Linked DNA regions of Macaca mulatta: region 2 is linked to region 1. The links are chromatin contacts, called in public Hi-C maps. All regions are on one chromosome and are shown on one strand. Each heading gives the region's core, a stretch centred on a gene start, on an enhancer-like site or on the middle of the called end of the contact. The rest is flanking DNA. Distances are from core to core; before and after follow the strand shown.

Region 1 (3,174 bases), core at 151-2,650:
ATCATTTATTCCACAAACTGCATTTAGGTTTCACTACCTGGACCCTACTTGGATCTGAGCCAAATTGATCACAGTGGGAAGGCACAAGATTGGGAAATTGGTTGCAAACACAAATTATTTATCAAATCAGTAAATATACTGACGATAAGGAAAGGAAAGTTTCTCATTAACAGAAAAGAGTTACAAGTCTAGAAAAGAGAGTTAACCCTGTGGAAGTTGGGTTGAAATGAAGGGTGTTAGTAGGAAGCCAGTTTCAGGCTAGGGCGTTCCTGGAAGCTCAAAAACTGGTGCATCTCCAGCACTAAGCAGGACATCAGATTTTTGCTAAAACCAGGGGTCCTCGTCCTTTTTCACTATTAAAAACTTCTATTGTTCCTCCTACTCTCCAGCCAAGGAAAAGGTACCCCCGAATCTTAAAGCCTTTGGGAGTTTGAGTATCACAACGTACAACACAAACCAGTTTTGGTCTTTGCTTTGGGATAGGCTCTTTTTCAGAGTATCTTATTTTTCCCTCCTAAAATATAGAAATAATCCATTACAAAGTGAATTGATGAATGACACTAAAATTGAAAGCAACCGTACAAAAACCAGTAATTAAAGATAATGTGTCATCATAGTTATAAATAATAATGGTACTACTAATAAAAGCAAATCTTTAAATCATGCTTACTCTGCACCTTACACATATTAATGCATTCAATCCTCACAACCCAGTGAGTTAAGGAATATTATCCCCATTTTGCAAAATAGTAAAATGAGGCAGAGAGAGGTTAGGAACTAGTGAAAAGTCACACAGCCAGTAAGTGGCAGAGGCAGGATTCGAATCAGGTAATCTGACTCCAACGTTCTGGCTCTTGGCCAGTACCACAGAATAATTTAAAGACCTTGAAACTGACCTTGTTACCAGGCAGTGCAAAAATGTAACGGCTCCCATTTTCGAGGCTTGTCTATGTGACCCATGCATCCCGTCTCCAGATACCCTCAAGAACCGACCCAGACACTCGGTAACGGCGCTAAACAAGGGACACTCATATTGGGCTCTACGAAAGAACGCCGAGCACCACTTCGTTCAGACGCAGAGCGCCCCTCCCTCCCCCACGGCTTCTCGCAGGGGTCTCCCTCCTTGGGAGCCGAGGCTGCAGGAATTGGGGAGGGAAGGGCCTCTCTCCACAAATTCACACACACACACACACCCCTGCAAACGCACCTCTACCAGGGGACAAAAGAACTGCAGGACCGACAGGAGGAGAGCCGCGGGATGAGATTTAACCCCACAGTGGAAGGCGGACGCCCAACTGGCGTCCGCTACTCACCCCATACTCACAAAGTGCTCGAAACTAGCAAACCACCCGCAAGGCGGGGCACAGAAGCCACTTCCGGGCCTCTCTAGCCACCTCCCTGATAGACTCTGTCGTTTGCTAGCTCGACACCTCGTTTCCCCTCCCCTTTTGCTATTAAAGAGGCTTTTGATTTTTTTTATTTTTCCAGCTATAACTAAGGGAGAAAGGCAAGGTGCAGAACTCTTTCCATAATTTGCTATATTTGTGAATAGAAGAGAGTAAAAAGAATCTAAACTATGCTTGCCTGTGTGGCACAAAGAAGCTCTGGAAAAATCGGAAAATTAATAATGGTGGTTACCTATGAGAGGTGAACGGTCAGAAACTGAGTGAAAAGGGGGACAAGAGTGAGAAGGAAAGTGTTAGGGTACGTGTTTTAAATGTACTTTTATTTTTAGAGTTGATTGCATTGCCTAATTAAACTATGAATTCTAAATACATGAATTTTAAGGAGTATGCTGCGTGGTTTACATAGAAAATCCAAGATAATCTAACACTCAAATTACGATGATTAATAAGAGAGTTTAGCAAGGTGGCTGGACTTTTTAAAATTCATGTTCACAATCACATTCTTCATCAAAATTATAAAAATGTGATTTTTAAAAGACAGCTATCACAGAAGCAAAGAAACACAAAAGATACCTGAATACACAAAAGATACATTAGAAACTTTATTCATTAAGGATAAGTATGTGAAATATATACCATGTCTATATATATGAGAACTCAATATCATAAAGATATAATTCCTTCCTAAAATAATACACAAATTCAGTACAAAGCAAATCAAGATTCCAATTATGCTCGGTGGAACTTGACTAGTTGATTTTAAATTTATATGGAATAATTAAAGAGTGATGAATCCATTTTTAAAACAAATGAAGGAGCTGCAGAAACTTGCCCTATATAATTTATTATAAATTTATAGCAGCTAAGACAATATAGTATTTGCACAACTACAGACAAATAGACCAGTGAAACAGAACTGAGGACTGAGCAACAAACATGTATGTGTGGCTGCTTGATATATGACGGAAATTGCATTACAAATCGGGGAGGAAGAAAGGAGCTACTTGACAAATAGTACTGTAATATTTGGATATCTAAATGGAAAAAAAATAAAATTGGGTTTCTACTTTATATGTTGCACAAAAAATCAATTCCAGTAAGCAAACTTTCAGACTTTTAAAAGAAAATTTAGAATCATTGCTCTTTTTTCTATTCACAAGTTTGCTTCTATAGAATCATTTTTTTATGAGCTCAAGTAAAGCAAGATTTCTTTTAAACTGCACAAACATACAAGCTATAAGGAAAACAATAAATAAATTTGACCTCATTAAAAATTAAAACTATATCAAAAGATACTAGAAACTAATGGAAAAGACAGTTAAATTAAAAGGTTGGGAGAAGATATTTGCAACACATACAGTCGACAAAGGATCAGTCCACTGAATATATAATTAACATCTCCAAATGAGTGAGAGAGAAAAAGTCAACAATCATGTAGGAAAAAAAAAAAAAGGCAAAAAATATGCACAGGCAATTCCCAGAGAGGAATCTTGAATGACCAATAAACATAAGCATATATAGTTAATCATTAGCAATTAAATAAAGGCAAATTGTAAATCATTTTATACCAACACTGACAAGAATGTGAAAATTTTGAGACTCTCATACATAGTTGCTGGGACTATAAATTGGTACACTCATCTAAAGAAGCAATTTTGAATTATATAGTAAAGTTGAAATATATGGTAAACCTAAAAATGATACACACATTGGCCCAGCAGCTTCAAAGGACTTACCCTGTAGGAGCTCTTGTACATAAACAAAAATG
Region 2 (3,384 bases), core at 302-2,801, 70 kb after region 1:
AGTCACACTTTCAATATATCTCTGTTCCCAAGAAGACTCAAATCTTTGGCTCCAGCTTGCTTTTTGCACTCCAAACCCACATCTTGAAATGCCAGCAGCTGTGGGCTTCTCCTGCACTATAATTTCAACAGATCTCAAACTAAGATCAGAGTTCCTCAAAGCTGCATTCACTCCGTATTTCTCCATTTCTACTGGCATCACCATCATCTTCCATGCATTCAGTCTTTTAAACAGCCTCTATATACAATCAGTGAATCAAGTCAATTCTTAAAAATGCCTCTTGCAGCCATTCTTTCCTTATTATTTTACTATCATTTTCATTCACTGTCACAATAATGTTATGGTATTCCTGCCCAATTCCCCGCTTCTATGGTCACTGGATTAATATTCCCTAAAGCACAATTCTGACCATATTCAACATACCTTACACACACATAAACACATACAAAGTTTTCATTAAACTCGTTGAAGTAAACTCAAACTCTCCAGGATCTAATCTTTACTGGATTTTGCTGATTTGTTTGTCACTCAATAAACATTTGTGGAGCATCTCATTGTTTTCCAGGCATAAAGCTAACTCTGGAATAAAAGACTTAGTTCCTACTTTCAAGAAAGCCATGGTCTTCCCAAATTCCTTATCTCACTGCCATGCTAAGTACTCAATTTTTTTTTCCACCCACTCTATACAGTCAGGACCCCCCTTCTAAGGGTAAAATCCCAAGGGCCAGCGCAAATGTTCTATGTGAAACCTTCCCTGGCCACCCCTAACCCTAACATATAGACAGGAAAAGTAAGCCACACAGATAGAGATGGGTGTTCCCATGGAAAACTGCTCCCAACCTTCATCTCCTCCATCTCGTATTACAGATCACCCAGCCCATCCCCACCCGGGTTCTTGAGGACAGGAGTTTATCTCTGCATAGACTCTACAAGCCCGGCACGTACCTGGTATTCAACAAATACTGATGGACTTCTTCACGAATGCACGTAAAGCACCTGAGATGCCAGCAGCCAGCACCCTCAGGCGCACCCCAGAATGTATTTTTCTGAGATTACACCCAGCATCTAGCACCGCGCCAGGCACTGAATACCTGCGTGTCTAATTGTTGGTTAATGGACCAAAAGTTCAGGAACGCGCACAACAAAGACGTAGCCGACCTCGTGAAAGGCTCCCGAGGGAGCGCAGAGGCCCGGGGCTGCCCAGTCGAGAGCGCCGGTTTCCCCAGAGCCCAAGCCGTGCTACTGGCGGGCTGGCGGGGCTGATGGGTGTCGCCGGCGCCTCCGGCAGCTGGGCCAGCACAAAAGCTTCTCCACTCGCCGCGCCCGCAGCCGAGTGGCGGAGTCTGGCGGGTTCCTTGCCTCTCTAGGAGCACGGCCGCTCGTCTCTCTGGTGATCCGGGAGGACCCCCACTGCCACCTCCCGCCCCGCCCAGGTCGCTCTCCGCTGCCGGACCTCAGGCCCATCCGGACGGTGCAAGCACGCCCCACATTTATGTACATCATTTCAATAAAAAACCAACAGAGTGGTAAATGTCTGTCTTCGGGGTCATCACTGGTTAGGAGGCGAAACAGATCAATTAAAAGACCATTATAGTAAGCTGTACAAATTATTTTAAGTATACATAATATACGTACAATAAAAAAGTCAAGTTGCAGAAGGACCATAAAACGAAAAATGTCCCACTCTTTAGAGTTAACCATTGTATTTTGTGCATATTTATCTAGGACACTACCTGTCACACAGTAGCATGTAATAAACATTTTGTTTAGTGAATAAGCATTTATACATTTAAAAACACTTATGGTATCATAATGTAATTTTGCACCTTAGCTCTTTTCGGTTAAGACAGCTTGGAGATCTTCACAGATCAGCTTATTCTTTAACAGCTAAGTAATATTGTATGGGTGTTCCATAATTTACTTAACTATCCTATTGATGCATACTTAGGTTATATTTTTTCTTTAAAAGCCATGCTAGAGGGAACATCATTCAATACCTTTACATTCTTTTAAGAATGTATTTCTAGGATAAATGCCACATATTAGAACTGATCAGCCAAAGGACATATGCATTTAAAATGTTGATATGCAAGTTCCCTATTTGATTTTTAAGGGCACTTCTGTTTAAGAGTAAAAGGAGACTTTAGTAGAAAAATCAGTAAAGGATATGAATGTTACTATACACAAAACAAGGTAAGTGACAAATTAACATGTGAAAAGATGTTCAATAGTAAAAATATAAAACACTCTTTTAAAAACAGACCCATTATTTATTCATTTACCCACTGAGTTTTGGCAATTATGAATAAAGCTGCTATAAACATCTGTTTATAAGAAAACAAGAAAAAAGAAAAAGAAAACAAGAAAAAAATGAAAAAAATGAGCTATCGAGGCATGAAAAGACATGGAGAAAATTTTAGTGCATACTAGAAAGTGAAAGAATCCAATCTGAAAAGCTACATATTGTACGATTTCAACAACAAGTTGAGTATCCCTTATCTGAAATGCTTGGGGCCAGAAGTGTTTCCAATTTCAGATTTTGGAATATATACATACATTATGAAATATCTTAGGGATGAGGCCCAAGTCTAAACATGAAATTCATTTGTTTCATATATACCTTACTCACATAGAGCTAATTTTATACAGTTTAAATAATTCTGTACATGAAACAAAGTCTTTTTTTTGAGATTGAGTCTTGCTCTGTTGCCCAGACTGGAGTGCAGAGGCACAATTTTGACTCACCGCAATCTCCGCCTCCGGGGTTCAAGCAATTCTCGTGCCTCAGCCTCCCGAGCAGCTGGGACTACGGGTGCGTGCCACCACACCCGGCTAATTTTTATATTTTTAGCAAAGATGGGGTTTAGCCATGTTGGCCAGGCTAGTCTCAAACACCTGACCTCAGGTGAGGAGCCTTGGCCTCCCAAAGTGCTGGAATTACGGGCTTGAGCCGCTGTGCCTGGCCGAAACAGTCTTGACTGCATTTTGTCTATGACCTGTCACATGAGGTCAGGTGTGAAATTTTGCACTTGTGGCATCATATTGGTGCTGAAAAGTTTCACATTGTAATGTGTTTTGGATTTTCAGATTGGGGTACTCCACCTGTATACATGACATCCTGGAAAAGGCAACACTATAAAGACTGTAGAAAGGTCAGTGGTTGCTAGGGACTGGAGAAAGGGAGGGATGCATAATAGGTAAGACAGAGAGGATTTTTAGGGCAATGAAACTACAATGGTGGACACATTATTATGTATTTGTCCAGACCCATAAAATGTACAATACCAAGAGTGAACCCTAATGTAAACTGTGGTCTTTGGGTGATAATATGTCAATGTAGGTTCATCAATTGTAACAAATGTCACCCTGGGACAGGATGTTGAT

Evidence for each region. Hi-C and Micro-C count contacts between places; a contact is called where the count stands out from the background.
Region 2: a Hi-C map of fetal cortex germinal zone shows a contact between it and region 1, with 1.9 times the contacts expected there. The contact joins the promoter of PGBD1 here to the promoter of ZKSCAN3 in region 1. A contact is called at or near these places in 2 of 14 Hi-C or Micro-C datasets (fetal cortex germinal zone and fetal cortical plate).

The regions. Positions count from the first base shown.
Region 1 is chr4:154,994,014-154,997,187 of T2T-MMU8v2.0, forward strand. ZKSCAN3 (zinc finger with KRAB and SCAN domains 3) reads right to left here and starts at 1,401. Exons shown (of 7, transcript XM_028847752.2): 1 at 1,314-1,401. All of the region lies in intron 1 of ZSCAN31 (zinc finger and SCAN domain containing 31), which reads left to right.
Region 2 is chr4:155,063,979-155,067,362 of T2T-MMU8v2.0, forward strand. It overlaps PGBD1 (piggyBac transposable element derived 1), which reads right to left and starts at 1,552. Exons shown (of 7, transcript XM_001099547.5): 1 at 946-1,552.